Linked DNA regions of Mus musculus: all the other regions are linked to region 1. The links are chromatin contacts, called in public Hi-C, HiCAR-type, HiChIP or PLAC-seq and promoter capture Hi-C maps. All regions are on one chromosome and are shown on one strand. Each heading gives the region's core, a stretch centred on a gene start, on an enhancer-like site or on the middle of the called end of the contact. The rest is flanking DNA. Distances are from core to core; before and after follow the strand shown.

Region 1 (2,700 bases), core at 71-2,570:
ATTTGGTCAGGACAACCAAACTCACAGTTCTAGTCTCTGTTCCCTAGACCATATACAAATGTTGTTTACTGATCACACTTGTAATCGAAAACATTTAAGAAAACTCTATTAGATATTAGTTTGCTTAAAGTATCTTTGACCCCAGATTTAAATTCCTTGCCTGTACATCTATCTGCGTGATCTTGGCAACCATACTGAGTTAAACCAACTGCAACTTCTTGGTTATGGGTACCTGATGTTTTCTGTTTCTGGCTGTGCATAACCTGAAATCCTGATTCCCAGTATGTAGCATATCTAACAGCACCTCCTCCATAGGATTTCGAGTAAATGAAAACTGCATCCTGGTTCTTACTGTTCCATCCCTACATTTCCCAGGAGAGAGAAAACAGCATTCCAGTGTTAACACCTCACTGTGAATGCTTCCTGGCTCAATGCTGCTGCTCCCTTCCTGGCAATCCTCTGTGACTCAAATTAAAATCTTGACTTACCCCACCCCCACCCCCAGGCACAGCCATGGGGGAGGTAACGTTATACCAATTCCACTGAACAGAGTTCCTAAAAAGCCAACTCGAAGTTTCAATCCATCAGATACAGGGTAGTAGGTGGTAGGCCCAGAGGAAGAATTCATGTCTGGAAACTGCTAACTTAGTGATACCTTTCTAGTAATAAAGAGCAGTATCAATAGTGACAAATGATGCTGCAGACTCTTAAAATGTTTATGACCCTAATGTTTCAGGTTCCTCCGTGCCATTTCTTCTGAATATTGGTCTCAACCGAACATTTGGGAGGCACTTGTATTTCGAATAAATACTTGGTAGGTCGGGTGAACTGGAAGGTACTCGAGTCACCAACCATCATTTAACATGCAATGCTAACTAAATTATTTTAGCCTCCATGTTAACACTAGCAGGCAGGCAGCACGGGGACCGACGCCCCTCACCTTAGCCAGGATGTAGTGCTGATAGGCGGCCAGGGGCAGAGTGACAGCACCGCGCAGGGCAACGGTGCTGAGTATGATGTTGCTCCACCAGGGGAGGCCGGTAGCCTCCTGCGCGCCCAGCAGCACTTCCTCCGCGGTGCGCACCGGCGCCGACGCTGCCAGGGCCTCATACCAGCCACCTGGAGAGGCCGCAGACACCGAAGCGGCTGCCCATACCGGAAGGGCTGGGAGCCGCGCGCTGCTCCAGGCGGGCGGTGATCCCGGTGCCGGGAGCCGCAGGGTGGGCAGCGACCTGAGCCACCCGGCACACGACCGGCACAGCATGGTTACACGGAGCGGGCGGCCAACTAGAGCACTAGCACCAGGAGGTTGCGCGCATGCGCGAACCCGAGGCCACGCCTGACCTTCCCAGCCGAAAGCCCTGTCCAGTGTCGCGCTAGAGATGACGTAAGACTCCGCCTTTCCCACGCGGCAATGAGCCGCTTGAGGCTCTCTTAACTCCTTTCCTTGCTGGGGTGGAGTTCAGAGCGGGAACCGGAACTGCAGGGGTAGGCGGGGCGAGCAAACTGCCTTGCTGTTGAGTTTCAGTTTCCACTCAAGGAAATTGTGGCTTGAGTACTTTTTGTGACTCGGCTGTTTCCGCCCAAGGCGCGCAGCATCTATCTCCGTTTTCTCTACGCACTGCTGAAACACCTACTTTGGGAATAGTGTTTCTGGCTCGGTCAGTGTTAAGTCTGCGTCCTTTATCCCCCTAGGCAGCTCTACTTTATAATAAGACCTAAATGTCTTTATCTGTTCCGGTTAGCATTCTGTATTCCTTTATAAACAGAATGCAGAAATGCCGAGTGGTGGCGCACGCCTTTAATCCCAGCACTTGGGAGGCAGAGGCAGGCGAATTTCTGAGTTCGAGGCCAGCCTGGTCTACTGAGTGAGTTCCAGGACAGCCAGGGCTATAAAGAGAAACCCTGTCTCGAAAAACCAAAAAAAAAAAAAGAAAAGAAAAAAACGAAATAAATAAATAAGAAGAAGAATCACCATCATAATAAGGAGCAGGGAAAAATACTATTTTTCATTTTACAAAATGAATTCCATCAACAGCACAATTTTGCTTCAACGGTTAAATGGAATGCACAGGGCTTTTAACAACTGTGTGTTTTTCACATTCGTGTTCCTGTCAACAGAAAATAAATGGAACAACGAAGTGCCCACTCCTAGGGTAGGCCAAAGTGAATTGAGTTTTTAGAAACCTCTCCCATGTTTGGTAAAGCCAAACTGTGGACACTGTCCTCTACTTTATTGAACACCTACCAAAGCTGTCAGATAGCGTATTTTCTGAAACTTGGGTAACCTGCCTTTAGTTCCCATAGCATAATCCCTTTTAAAAACAGCTCACTTATCTCTTGCTAGTTTAAGAAACCACCGTATTTCCATAAAACTGTTAATATCCAGTAGGCCCTTCCAAGATGGCCTTAAGCCAGAGAAGTTACTTAAAAACAACTCCCCCAAGTCCCAACTTACCATACATGAGAACCTAGAATTAATTCTCAACACTGGGAAAGTAGGTAAATTTATTATGTGTAATAAATAAGCCTGTTATTTGTAGATCTATTGTTCACAAACCCTAAACCAAAAATTTCAAGCAGTTATTAAAATCTTTAACAATTTTTTTCTACAGCTACAGGTAACTGACAACCTCTTCTGATAAAACTGCACACCTGCATTCATGTCAAAGTAATGGAAATAAATTTAAAAACTAAACC
Region 2 (2,700 bases), core at 162-2,661, 1.8 Mb after region 1:
ACCTTCCCTTAAGTATATATTGTAAAGGAGTAAGCTTTAGGCTAGTGAAAATAATACAAATAGCTGGAATCTATAGCCTAGATCGTTTTTAAACATATTGTAATTGGCATCCTAGATATTTAAAGATGCAAAATGAACCAAATAAAAATGACCTTAATCATGTCTAAAAGGTTCTGAAACATATTATAACCTAGTATTATACAAGTGAACTAATCCAAATTTATTTTCCCAACCATGTAGACACACTACATAGAGCACACCTACTTGTTCAAGTGGGACTGTCTAAAATACCTTAAGAATATCATGGCCTAAAATATGCCTTGTTTCCTCAGTAACTTATAACCCATCAGTTTCTTGCCTTCTCACTCTTAAATCTATGGGTAGCACGTGGCATACAAAAAAGAAGTCTGGTGCGATGGCACTATAATAATTTAGGATATGTGCCATACAAGCATACTGTTCAAATACTACCAATGTTCTTTGGTTAAAATCAAACTGAAATTTCTTATACATAAAAGAACGAAATAACTGGGTTTTTACAAAGTATTATACTTACTATTTCTTCCAAACCCTTCACATGGAAAGAGCCAAAGGTTTTCAACTTGGAAACAAATTTAAGGTGATATGCATCTCGCTAGCAGATCTAAAAAGATGCTGACTAGCTAGCACACTAGCAATCCCAGTATTGGGATTTCCTCTGCGGACGCAATTACCGGTCCTAGGTGAAGCAGGCAGGGAGGCAGATTGGCTTCTGCCCTCCGCAAGCTCACACTTCCGAGGACTACGGGCCGCATGCTGCCGTCGTCAAGGCAACGACCTCACTCGGTCCCCAGCCATAGGCAGTCTCCAGAGAGAGAGAAAGGGCCCGAGTCAGAATGCGTCTGCGACAGGCAAAGACACAAGCACCTGTCAAGGACAACAGCTGCAGAGAAACGAACTGAGGAAAACAGAGCACCGCCGGCCGAAAGCCCTCGGGTCGCTCAGCTCAGGGAAGCAGCACCTCGCCAAGTAGCCCTAGGCGAAGGCGTTGGCCACCCTAGCTGCAAGGGGCGGCTCTCACCCGCCTGGTCCCGCCCCGCCTACGGCGGAGCCTCCCTGATCCTGATTGGCTGAGGCCTGTCGTCAGGCGTTGTGATTGGCTCTGTGCCACCCCGCCCCGCCCCTTCACCTGGAGCTCGCAGGTTCGCTCAGCTGACGGCCTCGTCCCCACACCTACGGTCTTAAGTTTGTAGGGACCTTTCTGCCGGCGCCAGGAGACCTCTGCTCTCAGGGGACCGCAGGTTGCCCCAGTGGCCACGAGGAGAGCCAAGGTGACGGTTCGCTGGGACTGAGGAGACCATGAGATTTCCCAGCTTGCCCGCCCGCGGCGCGGCGGGGCGCTGCGGGGCGCGGGCCCCACCCGGGGAGGTTCCGCCCAGCCGCGATTCCTCGCTTCCTTTCGGTTCCGGGCGGTGGACCGGAAGAGCCTAGTAGTTTATTTAGCCGAAATTGGTGGGATGAGATCTGTTGACAGACCTGACAGGAAAAAGGACCCTGGGACGCCAGCCTGGTAGGGAAAGATTTGGGGTGGAGCCCAGAGAGGACCAGAAAGCAAGAAAGGTAGGTGCTGACTGCAAGCGGCGCAAGCTGGAGCTTAAAGCTTGCCTTCAGCTTGAAGACTAGATTAGCCACGACAGGGCAAGATCGGAAGACCATTACCAAGCATATGCTGACGTCGTACGAGAAGCCGGGAAATGCTTTATCCCTCCTTATTAAGGGACTGAGATTGTAAGGCCAAATAGTTTTACTTGTATTCACCTATAGCCACACAATTTGTACTCAACTAAATATGTTTTTTTTTTTAATAGCTCGATCCAGGAAAGTATCCTTGATAACAGACACGTATATGCCTAGCCAGCACCCAGGGGTTATTCTTGCATAGTAAGGTGTAAGAGCAATTGTTTTATAATTTTTCTTAGTTCGGTACTGCATTAATCTCCCGGTGCTCAGTTACCATCATTCACCAAACTGCTTAAAATCGAGTTCCCGAACCTACAATTTTGAGAACCACCTCTGGAAACAGGGTATGGGTTTTTGGTTTTTTTGTTTTGTTTTGTTTTGTTTTGTTTTTTTGGGGGGGGGTTGTTTTTGGATAACCCAAGATGTGAGTTATAATGTAGCAATGAGCTGTGACCAACTTGAAGATAATTCCCATCGCTTTACTCTAGATTGTAACAAACCCCATGAGGTTTAAATAGAAAAATATTTATGAGTGTTCTGCCTGCTTGTATGTCTGTGCACTGTGAGCGTGCTTGGTGCCCACAGAGGTAAAAGAGGGCGTCAAGACCCCCTGGAACTGGAGTTACAGTTGGTTTCTGATTGCCGTGGGTCCTCAGGAAGAGTGACAGGTGTGCTTGGCCACTGAGCCATCTCTCTAGACATTCATGTGAACTTTTATGTACAAACAGGTTTATTAGGGTGGGAACCTCATATTTTACTTTTTTCCAGTTTTACAAAAAATAAACAGTTGAGTAGCAAAATTAGTGGTATACATGGGAACTGAAAGGACAAAGGCTATAAAAATGGTGAACAGGTGTTGCTTGAGAAAATATTTAAAAGTTGGAAATAACTGTAAAGGAACTAGAGGGTAGTCAAGAAGTACAAGTTCCTTTGGGAAATAGGGTAGTTCAGTGATGGCATGCTTGCTTGGACTGCACAAAG
Region 3 (2,700 bases), core at 84-2,583, 1.7 Mb after region 1:
AAGTATGCATCTCCTGGAGCTACAGGCCTTTACCACTAAGACCAGCTTCCAAACTTGTATATTTTATATGCAAGCTCTTTAAAAAGTAGCTTGCTCCAAATTACACAGCAAGTTAAGGACAATCTAAACTATGAAGGGAAAGCTATAGGATTCCAAGAGTCAAAGTTTCTTCTCAGTGGGAGGCGACTTCTGAAGACTGAAGCCAAGGCCTTCAGCATTATAAACTCAATTCTAAGGCTGAGTTATAACCCCAGCTCAAATCTCAGGCTTTCTCAACAAAATATTAAAACTGCTTCTTAAAAAAAAAAATCAGGTAAGTCTTAACTGTGTGAGAGTCATTTTTAAAAACTCTAGATGACTAGAACGTCTCAAGCAGGAAAAATGACAGCATATATGTATTAGGCACTCCTCCAATATCCAACTTAATGGCAATCACCCAACTCTCACTTCACACAGACATTTTCTCCTGGACAGGTCTGGGCATATTCCTAGACAAAAAAATGAAGCTGACAAGCCATACTATAAACTTCCTACACGTACAGAAATTATATTCTGATTCTTCCCTTGCTTATGCTTTCATCACTGCATCATACGCACTTGACAGAAATGCCAAGGCCCTTTCACTTCCTCATTCTACTGTCAACCGCAAATGACGGATAAACCCACAAGGGAGGTGAATTTAAGCAAGGGCCAAGTCTTTACAAACAAGAACTTGGCTTGCAGCGGCGATCGAGTACAGAGCTCCTGCTCGCCTTGCCAAAACGTTTCCTGCAAGGAGAGCCCAACTCCAGATGGCAGGTATCCTGACAAGCAGCTCGGTCTGAAGCTTCTGCCCAACCTGCCCTTGCCAGACCCGACCGCAGCTCATCGAGGAGGTACCCTCTAAAGTCGTCACCTTGAGGAGACAAGCTCTGTCATAGTGCTCGCAGCCCCGCGGCCCCTGCGCCAGGTTGCGGACGCCATCTTCCCGCGCCGTCGCCGCCATCTCCTCCTCCTCCTCCTCCACCACCTCCCCCTCACCAGCCACTGAACCTTTCCCCCAGCTTGGAAGCCACGCCTTAAGGAAGCAGAGTCGGTCGGACACCCGCTCCTCCTCGGAGCAGCGGCCACCAGAGTCAGGAAGGGGGGGTCCAATCACGTGATCTGCAGCATCCGGATTTCCGGTCCCTGGTGTAAGGGGTGGAAGCCAAGTGAGACGCTTAGTCCGTCGTCCACGTTAGTCGCTGTCGTCACTGCTAATGGTAGTAAGTCTTAGGTTGGCTCTTTTTCCCCGCCCCGGCATCGCTGCCAGCCCTGATTGCGGGCGAAGGGGACCGCTGCGTCGTCTGGCGGGCGCTGCTGCGAGCCGCCGGCGCCGGTGAGGAGCGGCCCCTCCCGCGGCTGCTCCGAAAGGGGGCGGGGCTCGGCGGCTGCGCGCGCAGGTCCGAGTGCCGGCGGCTGTCCCGGTCTCCTTTTTTCCCTGCGCCCCCTTTAGAAAATATTGTGCTGTCACCCACCCAGGACTTAAGAACGCAAAGTGAAAAACAAGTAGCCACGCCACGCCCCCGTGGAACTCACAAATGGGGAGGGGGAGAACGCCACGGCATTAGATGAGGTCACAACTTCCACACTGGAAGGACAGTCCTGTGTGGTGTCCCTGGGGAAGGAGACGCTCGAGCTGAAAGTTGAATGGCAAACAGTACGCCAGCAGGAGTTAGTGTGTACCAGACCTGTGGGAGAGAAAAATCTGGCCCGTAAGAACATGAGAGAAATAAAGAAGCCTGCAGAGTTTGAATCTCAGACCTCAAGGTGCATAACTTTATGTCCACTCTTACAAAATACCAAGACTTAGAGCATTTTATCAGCAAAACTTCAGGTGTTGGGATCTGGGAGAAGGGAGGCAATTGTCCGGGAGGAGATGCCTTTAGCTTAGCCCTGGAGTTACTAACTCGTTTTAATTCTCTTCCAGTTGTGTTAGGAGTTGCTAAAAACATGGTGAAAGGTTGCTCGGCCATTGGATGTGCCTCTCGCTGTTTACCAAATTCCAAGTTAAAAGGACTGACATTTCATGTGTAAGACTTTGCTGTACTCAAGCCAGATACTTTTAACTTTTTACTAAAAATGATTCTACCAGAGTCTGCAGTTACAAGCTTTTGTTCCCAGTCTTTTTAAAATAACCTTGTTAAATTTGAACTGACAATGGTCCCTTTATAATGTGCAAGTTTCAAGTGCCAAGGAATGAAAGACCAGATAGCACCCCCACCAAAAATAAAATACCCCCACGCACAAATTGTCAGGCTCGTCTTTGCTAATGTTTGCATTCTAACTGTGTTACGGTCTCTACTGTTCATATGTCGATCATCATCTAACTGAGGGCTCTGTTCAAATACCCATACCTTCTTTTTAGAAATAGATGAGGTGGAGTGGTTCACTGTAAACTACATGTTCAGATCAAGGATTATTTAGCTGTGTGAGTTTGAGGATTCTAATTTAGTGTTTAGCCATTCCTGTGACACCCTAGGAAGGGTCTAATAGGATTTAATAAGCATACTTAGGATGTTCGCAGCTTTTGTGAAGCACTGTTATTACTAGGGAAAGATCTAGTTACTTTACTAGGCAGGGAAATAAAAAGAACCTATGTGCTACCATGTCCCAAAACAATATTGAACTAGCTTAGAAATGTTGAGAAGTCTGATTATTGCCTCCTGTATATGTCAAAGT
Region 4 (2,700 bases), core at 83-2,582, 1.7 Mb before region 1:
AAATGTAAATGAGCTAAATACCTAATAAAAAATGGAAAAAAAAAAAAAAGAAAAAAAAGACAAGACCCCATGTGGTATGCATAATCACGACTTTGTATATCCTTTTAAATAAGGAAGCTGACATAAAAGGTCATACATTTGAGATAGCTTAGGTGGTAGCCCTGTCTACTAAGCTTGACACCAGTTCGATTCTCTTAGACCCATATGTCACTTCTCCCATTTGACTGAGTTTTCTGTTTGGTGTACCCGTGCGCCCTCCTAAACCACAAGGTCTCCTATTTTGGCCTTTATCTCTTTTCCTTTTCCTCTTCTTCCTCTTCCCTCCTCTTTCCTCCTCCCCACTTCTTCTCCCCTTCTCCCTCTCTCCCCTCTCCCTCTTCTTTCTCTTCTCCTCCCCTCCCTTGTTAAATCTATTTTGCTCATTTCCTTCCTTCATTCTCCTCTCTCCTCTCCCCTCCCTCCCTTGTTAAATCTATTTTGCTCATTTCCTTCCTTTATTCTCCCCTCCCCTCCCCCCCCCCATCTCTGCCTAAAACGCTGCCACGGAAGTTTGGTGCTTGATCAATGTTGAAGAACACAACAATGAATAATCATTAAATGTTGCAACCCAATTCTATACATAGGAGGCTGTCCGCGGCTGACAGCCTCACAGTTTTCCAGAACGTCTAGAAAAGCGAAGCTATTCCAGTAGAAGGACACCGCGCGTCTTTTACTCTTCCCGGTTACATCGTCCCCAAAAAACCCCGAAGTCCTCTCTCGGGTCGCCTAAAAGCAGAGACTCGCCGCGCGGGGCCCGGAAACGCGGCGCCTACGGTAGCAACTCCCAGGCAAAAACAGAGAAAAGCACCAATCCGGGAGGCTGAGGCTGACAACATGGCGAGTCCCGGCTTCAGAAGTCAAGACAGACAAAAAACAAAACTAAACAAAACACAAACAAAACCCTGACTAACTTCCACTCTGGCAAACGGAGAACACGAAACCGTGAGCTGGGCAACTATCTAGCGTGGCCCAGTGGGCGCCCTGCCGACGCGTGGGAACGTAGATGCCCCGCGCCCTCTGTCGGCCGCGGGCTGTCTCGCGGCGTCCCTGGCGGGATTCCGGCTTCACGCCGGAAGTCACCAGAGAGAGAGAGAGCTCGGAAGTAGCCACAAAAGGATCCGCGGAACGGAAATATCCTTGGCCTAGCGTTCCTACCCGGAAGTTTTCATTCGCCGGAACCGACTGGTTTTTAAAAAGACACGGCGGCGGGATTACGCTGGGGGGGGGGGGGGGAGCGGAAGTTTAGGCGCGCGCGCTGCGCGGAGAGCACCCTGGGAGCGGAAGGAAACAGGCCTTTCCCAGACTCTCTGCTCCGGTGGTCACCGACTTGGGTTCGCGGAGCGTGCTGGTGCTGAAAGCCTCCGCTTGCCGGCATCATTCTGGGCGGAGGTCAGAAGTGGCGGAAATCGCGGCGTCGCTTGGGAACCCGGGACCGCTGGTGAGCCATGGTGAAGAAATCACGGCGGCGTGGAGCGGCTCAGTGGGCCGCCGTGCGGGCCCAGGCAGGTCTCACCGCCACGGACGAAAATGAGGACGACTTGGGGTTGCCGCCCTCTCCAGGGGACTCCAGCTACTACCAAGACCAGGTAGATGAGTTCCATGAAGCGCGATCTCGGGCAGTCCTGGCCAAGGGCTGGAACGAAGTCGAGAGTGGGGAGGAGGATGGCGATGAGGAGGAAGAGGTGCTACCTCTAGATATTGATGATGGAGATGACGAAGATGGAGAGAGTTCGGAGGAGGAGGAGGTTGGAGAGGATGATGACGGCGGAAGCTCCGTGCAGAGTGAGGCTGAGGCCTCTGTGGACCCTAGCTTGTCCTGGGGTCAGAGAAAAAAGCTTTATTACGATACGGACTATGGTTCCAAATCCCGAGGCCGTCAGAGTCAGCAAGAAGTAGAAGAGGAGGAAAGAGAAGAAGAGGAGGAGGCACAGATAATTCAGCGGCGCTTGGCCCAAGCCCTGCAAGAGGATGATTTTGGAGTCGCTTGGGTGGAGGCCTTTGCAAAGCCGGTGCCCCAGGTAGACGAAGCTGAGACAAGGGTTGTGAAGGATTTGGCTAAAGTCTCGGTAAAAGAGAAGCTGAAAATGTTGAAGAAAGAATCACCAGAGCTCTTAGAGCTCATAGAAGACCTCCAAGCCAAGTTGACAGAGGTGAAGGATGAGTTAGAACCCTTGTTACAGTTGGTGGAGAAAGGGGTCATTCCAACTGGAAGAGGAAGCGAATACCTGAAGACTAAGTATAATCTCTACTTGAACTATTGCGCCAACATTAGCTTTTATTTGATCTTAAAAGCCCGGAGAGTCCCTGCACATGGACATCCTGTTATAGAAAGGCTTGTTACCTACAGAAATCTGATCAACAAGCTGTCGGTTGTGGATCAGAAACTGTCCTCTGAAATCCGTCACCTCCTCACAGCCAAGGATGGTGCTGTAAAGAAAGAAATGACTCCAAAAGCAAAATTAACCAAAACCAAGCCCAAGTCTGTAAAGCAGGCTGCTGCTGTTGCCCTGACTGATGAGCCTGATTTTGATGGGGCTGCTCTCAAGTACTATAAGGAAATGGAAGACAGGCAAGAGTTGAAGAGAAAGAAGGAAGAAAACAGTGCTGAAGAACAGGCTCTCGAAGAACAAAATGCAAAGAGAGCCATTACCTACCAGATTG
Region 5 (2,700 bases), core at 126-2,625, 1.6 Mb before region 1:
TTATTTATGTATTTATTTTTGATTTTCTACCATGCTATAATGACTGATGTCTTTCGTCTCAGAGGAAGCTAGCATATTGACATTCATACTTCAGATGGTACCTACAGAAAGGATGGTGACAAAGGACCCTTTTATTTCCTTTCTTCATTCCTAGCAACCTTTCACAGTATCAATGTAAATTTTGAGTAGTCTTAGTTCCAGCTAGCAAATTCAAGAACAATTTTAAGTCAATTTTCTCTGGGGAATCAAGAAGTAAACATGGCCGTAAAACTCTGTGACGACATCAGCCAAGCTAAGTTGTGGTGATATTTGACACTCCAGTACGAGCTCTACTCTTCTTACCTTTCTGTGTCTGTCTCCATGTGAGTTACAGACACCTGACTAATGCTGTTGAGACAGGTTAACAACAGAGTGCAGTGAGACACCGCAGGAGTAACTGCTGTATGCATAGGCTGTGATGTCTCGGGTCGCTAGGGAGAGCTTAGAACGCATCATATCACACTCACTCGGTGATTTCACAGAACAAGTACTGAGTACAGCCTCCCATGCCGAGGACACAGCATCGAAGGGCACAGTTCTTTGTATGCTGTCTGAGAGCAAACAAGTCTGGCAGAAATTGGGTGCATTAAAGAGAGTATTAGAATCCAGAGATGATCAAAACATGTTGTATGTATGCATATATGAATAATCATAAACCCACTCTAATTAATAAGTACTACTTAAACTATTAGATAGTTGATATAGACTGCTAAGTGTGGTGGGGTTAGGAAGGCAAGTGCAGGCCGTTTTCCTGTTTTTCAAAAGAAACTTAACATTTTGTTTTCTTCTCTCAATAGTGCAACTGTAAACAACCTTCAGACAAAAGTAGATCTGTTAGAAAAATCCAACACTAAATTGACAGAAGAAGTAAGTGTTTTGGAAATTATTTGACCTGTAAAAGTTAATATTTTACACTTAAGAGACTGATCACTCCTATCACCTTGGACATGAAGGGTTTGACTTTTCAGATGAGAACTGCTATAGAAAAGAACTGCTTGTCCGGGCTGGGTGTTCAGGACCTGATTTTCCCACTGCAGTTATATAGCTGTGCTGCCAGGCAATTGTGTGAGCAGCCTGGAGTATTTAACATACAGCATGATACTCAGGATTCAGTAAGCATTTAGGCCACTGTTGATGTGGTGCAACTAGACAAAGACACCTTACCACCACCTCTTTAGACAGAGCTTTCTCTGGAACACAGCTCTGACCCCTGCCTGACCAGTCTTTGCTCTAGAATATGGCTGACACAGCAGCACTGGCCAGGACCCAGTGGCCCTGCTTCTGAGATGAGCCACTTACTGTCATGTGCGCCTGACTCACTTGCTCACTTGACCTCTGAGAAAGCCCGGGTCCCCCACTGGCTGCAGAGGAGGGTGCTCAGACTTCCTCTTTCAGCCCTACAATGACTCTGGAGATTAGGAAAGAATACAAATGTGAAAGCTCTCAGGAAAGTCCATAGAACAAGAAGAGAAACCCACGTTTGAAATCTGCTTAGGAGGTGAAATCTGTAGCTTAGCCTGTGTTTAATAGAATGTTTCCATCAAGATCTAAGTACAGTGATCCAGATTGCAAAGCTCATTTGCTGTTTCTAATTGCCTATTTATGTACAGTGAGATAAACTTGGTTTAAATAAATTCAGTGCACTAATTGGGAACATGCTAATTAGTTTTTCTTGAGAACATAGATAGATGGATAGATAGATAGATAATATATTAATTTTGCATCTTTTTTAAATAGTCTTGTTTAGCCCACTCTGTCCTTAAACTTAAACCCCTGCCTTAGCTTCCTAAGTGCTGGAATTACCTGTAAAAGATCTTTTGGAGGGTTCATAACACAACTCCCATGACAGCAAGTAATACCTTATGAACCCCTGTTTAGGCAGTGTGTCACTGTCTTCTGATCATTTGTTTTTGAGACAGGACCTCACTCTGAACATTTTAGAAGCATTCTTCCTAGATGTGTTTAGAAGGTAGCCATGGAAATGCCCTTGAAGTAAACACTCGTAGTGTTGAAGTGTAGGAAGAAGGTCACAGAGCAGGCAAGGTCCCCGAGTGCATGGTGTGCTTGCTGTGTAGGCATGAGGACCTGAATTTGGATGCTCCGAACCTGGTAAAAGGTAGGCATGGTGGCCTGTGTTTGTGGCCTGAGCCCTCGGGGCTGGACACGGCAAGTCCTAGGGCCTCACTGGTAGCCATTCTAAGCCAAAATGTTAGCTTCAGGTTCAGTGAGAGACCTTGCCTCAAGAGTAAGGGAGAGAGACCTAAAGGAAGACTCTCAGTATGAACCTTTGGCCTGTGCGCCCGTGTACACAAGACACACACACAACACGGGCACACACTCAGAACAATGTATTCACATTTAAAGAAGCAATATTGGGTGGTTTTTATTTTTATTTTACCTACTTGAGAGATATTTCTCCTATGTTCCTCATTAGGACAATTATTTTTCTGAGATAGAATCCCATTTTGTAGCTGAAGCTAAAGAGAGCTTAGTAGCCCCAGCCTTCAGAATGCTGGGGTTACAGGTGTGCACCATATATCTGGATGATAGGGAAAATTTTAGTGGGTGATGGATAGCTTCCCTTAGCTATAGAGTCCTAAGGATAGTCAAGCCTGGAAATTATGTCTTAGCAGATCATAAATTATTCTATTTAATCAAAGA
Region 6 (2,700 bases), core at 43-2,542, 1.5 Mb before region 1:
AGCAGACGCAAAACTAAATTAAGATAAACATGGCCAGTGGCGTTACCAGGTTAGGTAGACACTTCCCAGATGCCACATAAACCGCAAAAGAGAAATGTCCCACATATACAGAGGACCAAATATTTGCAATATGAATTCTTACAATGTCTTTCTGAAAAGACGGGAAACAAGGGAAAAGATCGTGGAGTGACAACCGAAGCCCCCAAGTCCTCACCCACGGACGCCCCCGCCCCACACACACACGTTCTCTCCCAGTTTCCCACGGTCTCCCCACAGCTCTCCGCGTCCGCAGAGCCCCGCTGCACCAAAGGTCCTTCTGTCAAGGCGAGTGGACTTGCAGAGGTGACCTTCAGTCAGGTGGACCGCCCGCCTCTCCCCGCGGACAAGGGAGAGGGACGCGCGGGGGCTGTCCCAGGCTAGCCCACGCTCCCGTGCGCGCGGGGCTGCGCGTCGGTGGCCGGCCGAGGAGGCCCGAGCCGCCCGGCCTACCGCTCCCACCGCACGCACGGCCGGCCCCGACCCTCCGCGGGCTCTGGCCGCTCAGCTTCACCTCCAGCGGGCATAAGGCTAGGGGGGAGTCGGGGTGGGGGGCGTCGGCGGCGCCCCCAAAACCTACCATGGGCCCGGCGGGAAACAAGGCCTCTACATTCACCCCAGCCACACTTACACTGCCCAACCGCCCAGACTCGGAGGGAACAAAACAAGAAGAGCCGGGGCCGTGAGAGCGTCCCTTGTTCCCGTGCCCAATAGGAGGACGGAGCGGGAGGGAGGCGGGGGTGCGGTGCGTGCCGCGGATCCCCGGGCGCGCACGCGGGGCGCTCGCGGACAGACCGACGCGGGCGCGCGGCCGCCGAGGGTCCCGCGCGCGGCGCCACGTACCTGACTGTAACCCCGCGCCGGGCCCGCGGCGGCTGCCAGCGATCGCGGAAACAGCGGGGCGCGCAGGGCCGAGTAGGACGCGGCGGCGGCCGCGGCGGCGGAGGGACGGGCAGGGATGGGACCCGCCAGCCTCCCGGCGGCCGCAGGCCCGAGCTGCAGGCCCCGCGTCTGCGAAGCGGCGGCCGCGGCGGCCCCGAGGAGTAGCAGCAGGCGGCGGCGGCCAGAGACGCCCGACGGGAAGGTGCCGGCGGCGGAGTAGAAAGGCAGGCAGGCGGCGCCGGTCCGCCGGCAGCTGCTGCAGTTGCAGCCGCAGCCCCGGAGCAACGCGCCTAGCACCCAGCGCGTCCCGGCCATCGGCTCCGGAGGCGGCGCGGGGCCTGGAGGTGGCCGCTGTGGCGCGAGCGGAGGGGAAGTGGAATCCAGGGCGGGGGAGGGGGCACCGGGCACATGCGCCGCGCGCACCCGGGGCTGAGACGAGGCTCGGAGGCGGAGGTGAGCGAGCGGCCCCGCCCAGGCTCCGCCCTCGGGGCGGGGCTTTCCCGCCGGTAAGGGTGTGGGTGGGGTGACCTGAGCGCCTCCAGAGTGGAAGTTGTCCCAGGCTCTCCTGCTCAGGTTAGAGCTGAGGTCTGCGGGTCACCGAGGCCCGGCGAAGTTTCCGGAAGGAATGGGTTACCTAGCTCTAAAACGTTTTGGGACGACGCTGAGGGGGCGTTGATACCCCAACCTCAAAATTCGTGCAGAAGGCCAACTTTGTTTTGAACGGAAGCACTGATTTTATAGTATATGTGAGATATGTATATAATATTTATCATATATTATATAAAATAAAGCCTTCCTTAGACAATATAGTCACAAGTGAAGGTGTAGAGATTTGCAAATAAATACATGAGTGGTTGTGCAGTTTTCTCCTATGTGGCAAGGACCTGTCAAAGGTAAAAAAATAAAAATAAAAAACTAAAGACAAATGGGAGTTCTTAGAGTAAAAATATGAAGGAGAGGCTGATTGGTTGTGGCGGGGGTGGGGTTAGGAGGCATCTCTGTGACTGGGTAGTGTAGTTCCGTGGCAGGGTAATCGCTTAGATCACCCCAACCTCCTCGTGGGGGTGAGGAGACCAATATAGGGCTCTCTATCGTGGAAAATCTTAACATATTTCAAAGTTTTTGAAATTCAATTCTTGTTCAACTTCCAGAAGTAAAGAAACCGCCTACATTTTCCACTGTTTCACCTTTATCCCAGTGCCAGCTCTAAAACTTTTTTTTTTAAGTTAACTATGTAATGGCAGTCATCCTATGGTATTCATCTTAAAACAATACGGACTTTTTTATTATTAGTTTAATGTATTAATATATGGGTGTGGCCACGGAGACCAGACAAGGGCATCGGATCCCCTGGCCCTGGAGTTAGAGACAGCAGTGAGCCATCATGCAGGTGGTGGGAGTTGAACCTGGGTCCTCTGAAAGAGCAGCCAGCACTCTAGACCCATAAGCCATCTCTCCAGCCCCAGTACAGACTTTTGAAAGGTTACGTTCTGATAAGTTACCTTTGAGACATTTAAGATGGTTGGGCTTAAACTTTGGCTTGTTTACTCTGGACTCCTTTTAGATTTAAGAAAACCAGGTATTTCACAAATGAAAACATATTTCTGTCCAAGAAGGAAAGAATAGAAAACCTGACCGGCTTGTTCCTTTTATACCCGAGATGTGTAGAAGAGGTTCTTCCTCTTTTCTTCGGTGAGACACAAACCCTAAAGCAGTGGCTGGCAACCTTCCGAATGCTACATCTTTACAACAGCTCATCTTGTGGTGCGCCCCCCCCCCAAC
Region 7 (2,700 bases), core at 15-2,514, 1.9 Mb after region 1:
TCACACCCGGAGAGAAGGGGGCAATTTTCCTTGATTCAGATTTGCTGCACGTGTTTTGTTTTTAAGAAGCAAAAGGCATCTCCTCAATGTTTTTTGTGCTTTGGTTTAAAACTAGTTATATCTTGGGAGTAGAAATTGTGAACACGACCCTACAGCCCCCCCCCCCCCCCAAAGCACCACAGGGGTACCTAAATAAATCTGCCCTTAGAGACGCAGGAAAACCTCAATCAGACTCCACTAACGAAATCCACACCATTTAGGGAAACTTACGTTCTTCTCCCCTTGTCCTACCCCAAAGAATAGCAGGGGGAGAAAAGCCCATTCCCAAAGCACTGAAACGTCCTTTTTATTCCTGGGTAACAGGAGAGATTGTCTGCAGAAAAAGGACGTAGGAGACGCACGTTACAGTCCCAGTATCCGAACACGTTCGGGATAATCCGGGGAGGGCGGGGGGAAACGCCGAGCACCCGGCAAGTGGAGCGGCGGCCACCTTCAACCCCGGATTCAGTTTCCGGGCACAGAAATGGTGCCCGGAGGCCGCTACTTTCGCATCTGCGTTGCTTCTGCCTCCGCCGACACGGCCTCCTTCCCCTCCCCCACGGGCGGGGCGACGACCGGGAACTAGGGCCGCCGGCGAGCGGAGGAACCAGGCGGGTGGGCTTCCTACCCTGAAACCGCCTCTGCAGGAGCCCACTGCCCCGCTTCGCGGCTTGGCGCCCGTTGGCGCGCTCTGGGAGCTGGCGGCGGACAGGGTACCCCCGGGCTGCTTCATCCTAGCAATCCCCAGCCCCACCTGTGCCCTCCTCTGCACCACGCGCGCAGGTCATCCTCCTCCCCACGCAGCCTTCCGCTCACCTTGCAGGAAAGGCTCGGCTCTGCACGCACGCACGCACTCTTGCTGGCGTAGGCAGCCGGCGAGAACAATGTTTCCGCCGCACCAACCCCGACACCAAGCGCACACACCGGACGGTTGCCGCGAGCCGCGGAGCGGAGGGAAATGTCCCCTGCCGACCACCACACCGACCGCCCCTCTCGGCCCCCGTACACACCTCCAACCAACAGCGGCGGCGGGCACGTCGCGCGGAGGTCAGTAGTGTCGCGGGATCGGCCGCAGCAGATTCTCCTCCCTCGAAGCAACCCGAGGCTTCGGAATCCGGAGAGCCGCGAGCTCGGGGCCCCTCACAGCCACCTCTTCCCGAGAGCCTAGAGCTGCAACGAGCTCCAAGAACACGGACGTCCCGCCCCCTTTGCCGCCGCCCCCTCTTATTGTTTTACCCCTGCGGAAAGGGCTAGGGAACCCCCCAGCACAGCGCCAGCCAATCAGGCATCAGTTTGGAGAGCTAGACCCAACCTTCTCGCGTCCCACTGCGGAGCACGCGCAGAACGGCGCCGCGCTCGCTCGCTCGCTCGCTCGGGCGTCCGGAAAGCCAGGGAACCGGAACCGGCCTAAAGTCGGGGCGAGAGCCCGCTGATTTGACGTCACAAGGAAGCTGCCTTTCTCTTGCAGTGATGCTGAAGCCTCCCTGTCCTCTCAGGTGGCGCGAACAAAAAAGATGGCTCGCCGCTAACCAGTGGCTTTTACAAACGGTTATTCCTGGAGCCTTTATTCGTGATAAGAGGGAGCAAATTTAGTAATGGTCCTGGTTGCTGCGTTATCGGAGCATTAAAATGCAGTTTTGAACTCTGCACAGTGAGCTCACCTGTATTGCTTAATTAGCCTGTTTTAGGAAATGGAGGTTTAAAAGTCTTTCTCATCAATGTCAAACAGCTAGTTTTAAATAAGGGTGCCGAGCTATGGAGTATGGGGAAAGTATGACATAGGCTGTATGGGCTTGGGGCTTTTGTATGGCCTTGGTGGCTTCATCCTTAAATGGAACTTACTGGAACAAAGGCTGAAAGGCTTAAAATTTAAAAAAGAAAAAAAAAGCCACTTATAAATCTATGCCACTGGGACTTAGTTATGGAAACAACACTGCTTCATGAACCTTGATTCATGGGGAAAAAAAAGCCTTTGTAGACCAAATGTTACTTTGCCACTAATAGCAATGTTTTCAATTTCAAGATAGCAGAAGAAACTGGGAATGAAGCTATGAAACGGTGAAAGGAACGGAAGGGCAATTGAGAGGAATAGAACACATTTTAATCAAGCAAAATGCAGGATTAAATACATCCTCAGTTTTCCCTCACAGTAGAGATTTCCTAGAAGAAGAAAAAAAAAAGGTTCACAAAAGGCAATGCTGATTGGTACTTGAGCCTCCAAAATCTACACTGGCATTATTTTGGATTGCTTAATAATTTTTATATGCAAAATATATAGGCAGACCATCATTTATTAAATGACTCTGAGATGGTTTTTCTTAATGCATTACTTCTGCAGATTACCTTTTAAGTACAGTGTTTATAGACCAGATACGCTACTGGTATTTTATAAAAGTCACTTATGTCTCACAAAAACCCACTTACGTAATTACCTATTTGAATGCACACTTTACAGATGAGGAAAGTGAGACTTACGAGACGGTTTACCCTAAGGACACGCTCGTATTACTCATCTCAGCCAGGCTCGGGGCTACATACCTCTAATCCCAGCACCTGGGAAGCAGAGGCAGGAAGATCACAAGGTCTAGGCTGACCTGGTCTACGAAGCAGATTCTAAGTCAGCCAGGGGTACATAAGGAGACTCTCTCGATAATACTCAAA

Evidence for each region. Promoter capture Hi-C pulls out the DNA fragments that hold promoters and counts their contacts. Hi-C and Micro-C count contacts between places; a contact is called where the count stands out from the background. HiCAR-type assays count read pairs that join an accessible place to other places. HiChIP or PLAC-seq counts read pairs in DNA pulled down with a chosen protein or histone mark.
Region 2: a contact with region 1 is called in a HiCAR-type map of astrocytes, with 2.9 times the contacts expected there. The contact joins the promoter of Cdkl2 here to the promoter of Cox18 in region 1. A contact is called at or near these places in 6 of 39 promoter capture datasets (the 3T3-L1 cell line, the C10 cell line, embryonic stem cells and 3 more), 1 of 115 datasets of contacts at active chromatin or transcription factors (astrocytes) and 1 of 9 other capture datasets (adipose tissue).
Region 3: a Hi-C map of muscle stem cells shows a contact between it and region 1, with 8 times the contacts expected there. The contact joins the promoter of Rchy1 here to the promoter of Cox18 in region 1. A contact is called at or near these places in 8 of 39 promoter capture datasets (the 3T3-L1 cell line, the C10 cell line, hematopoietic stem and progenitor cells and 5 more), 3 of 484 Hi-C or Micro-C datasets (B cells, CD4 T cells and muscle stem cells), 3 of 115 datasets of contacts at active chromatin or transcription factors (astrocytes, large pre-B cells and neural progenitor cells) and 2 of 9 other capture datasets (adipose tissue and liver).
Region 4: a promoter capture Hi-C map of pre-B cells shows a contact between it and region 1, with 5 times the contacts expected there. The contact joins the promoter of Utp3 here to the promoter of Cox18 in region 1. A contact is called at or near these places in 3 of 39 promoter capture datasets (embryonic stem cells, hippocampal neurons and pre-B cells), 4 of 484 Hi-C or Micro-C datasets (CD4 T cells, CD8 T cells, muscle stem cells and 1 more), 3 of 115 datasets of contacts at active chromatin or transcription factors (astrocytes, embryonic stem cells and thymic regulatory T cells) and 2 of 9 other capture datasets (adipose tissue and liver).
Region 5: a contact with region 1 is called in an H3K27ac HiChIP or PLAC-seq map of bone marrow-derived dendritic cells, with 15 times the contacts expected there. The contact joins the enhancer-like site here to the promoter of Cox18 in region 1. A contact is called at or near these places in 2 of 39 promoter capture datasets (second pharyngeal arch cranial neural crest and stem cell-derived epiblast-like cells), 4 of 115 datasets of contacts at active chromatin or transcription factors (astrocytes, bone marrow-derived dendritic cells and embryonic stem cells) and 1 of 9 other capture datasets (adipose tissue).
Region 6: a HiCAR-type map of astrocytes shows a contact between it and region 1, with 6 times the contacts expected there. The contact joins the promoter of Grsf1 here to the promoter of Cox18 in region 1. A contact is called at or near these places in 5 of 39 promoter capture datasets (the C10 cell line, cranial neural crest, embryonic stem cells and 2 more), 5 of 115 datasets of contacts at active chromatin or transcription factors (astrocytes, embryonic forebrain, embryonic stem cells and 2 more) and 2 of 9 other capture datasets (adipose tissue and liver).
Region 7: a promoter capture Hi-C map of pre-B cells shows a contact between it and region 1. The contact joins the promoter of G3bp2 here to the promoter of Cox18 in region 1. A contact is called at or near these places in 7 of 39 promoter capture datasets (the C10 cell line, hematopoietic stem and progenitor cells, hippocampal neurons and 3 more), 1 of 115 datasets of contacts at active chromatin or transcription factors (embryonic stem cells) and 1 of 9 other capture datasets (adipose tissue).

The regions. Positions count from the first base shown.
Region 1 is chr5:90,222,676-90,225,375 of GRCm38.p6, forward strand. It overlaps Cox18 (cytochrome c oxidase assembly protein 18), which reads right to left and starts at 1,321. Exons shown (of 6, transcript NM_001033310.3): 1 at 941-1,321. The coding sequence starts at 1,264.
Region 2 is chr5:92,041,631-92,044,330 of GRCm38.p6, forward strand. It overlaps Cdkl2 (cyclin-dependent kinase-like 2 (CDC2-related kinase)), which reads right to left and starts at 1,412. Exons shown (of 14, transcript NM_016912.2): 1 at 1,169-1,412.
Region 3 is chr5:91,961,735-91,964,434 of GRCm38.p6, forward strand. It overlaps Rchy1 (ring finger and CHY zinc finger domain containing 1), which reads right to left and starts at 1,334. Exons shown (of 9, transcript NM_026557.4): 1 at 896-1,334. The coding sequence starts at 985. It also overlaps the pseudogene Thap6.
Region 4 is chr5:88,553,130-88,555,829 of GRCm38.p6, forward strand. It overlaps Utp3 (UTP3 small subunit processome component), which reads left to right and starts at 1,333. Exons shown (of 1, transcript NM_023054.2): 1 at 1,333-2,700. The coding sequence starts at 1,485.
Region 5 is chr5:88,629,701-88,632,400 of GRCm38.p6, forward strand. It overlaps Rufy3 (RUN and FYVE domain containing 3), which reads left to right. Exons shown (of 18, transcript NM_001289774.1): 8 at 837-906. Among named protein-coding and RNA genes, the nearest start is that of Grsf1, 45 kb to the right of the region's middle. Within about 2 kb of position 1,376, at least 77 of the 459 cell types and tissues checked have an H3K27ac peak or open chromatin away from gene starts, as enhancers often do. A contact at or near this core is called in adipose tissue, astrocytes and bone marrow-derived dendritic cells, where this site is marked.
Region 6 is chr5:88,674,879-88,677,578 of GRCm38.p6, forward strand. It overlaps Grsf1 (G-rich RNA sequence binding factor 1), which reads right to left and starts at 1,293. Exons shown (of 10, transcript NM_178700.5): 1 at 880-1,293. The coding sequence starts at 1,233.
Region 7 is chr5:92,082,480-92,085,179 of GRCm38.p6, forward strand. G3bp2 (GTPase activating protein (SH3 domain) binding protein 2) reads right to left here and starts at 1,265. Exons shown (of 11, transcript NM_001080795.2): 1 at 1,050-1,265. Gm46933 reads left to right here. Exons shown (of 2, transcript XM_017321256.1): 2 at 393-1,686. The coding sequence ends at 1,094.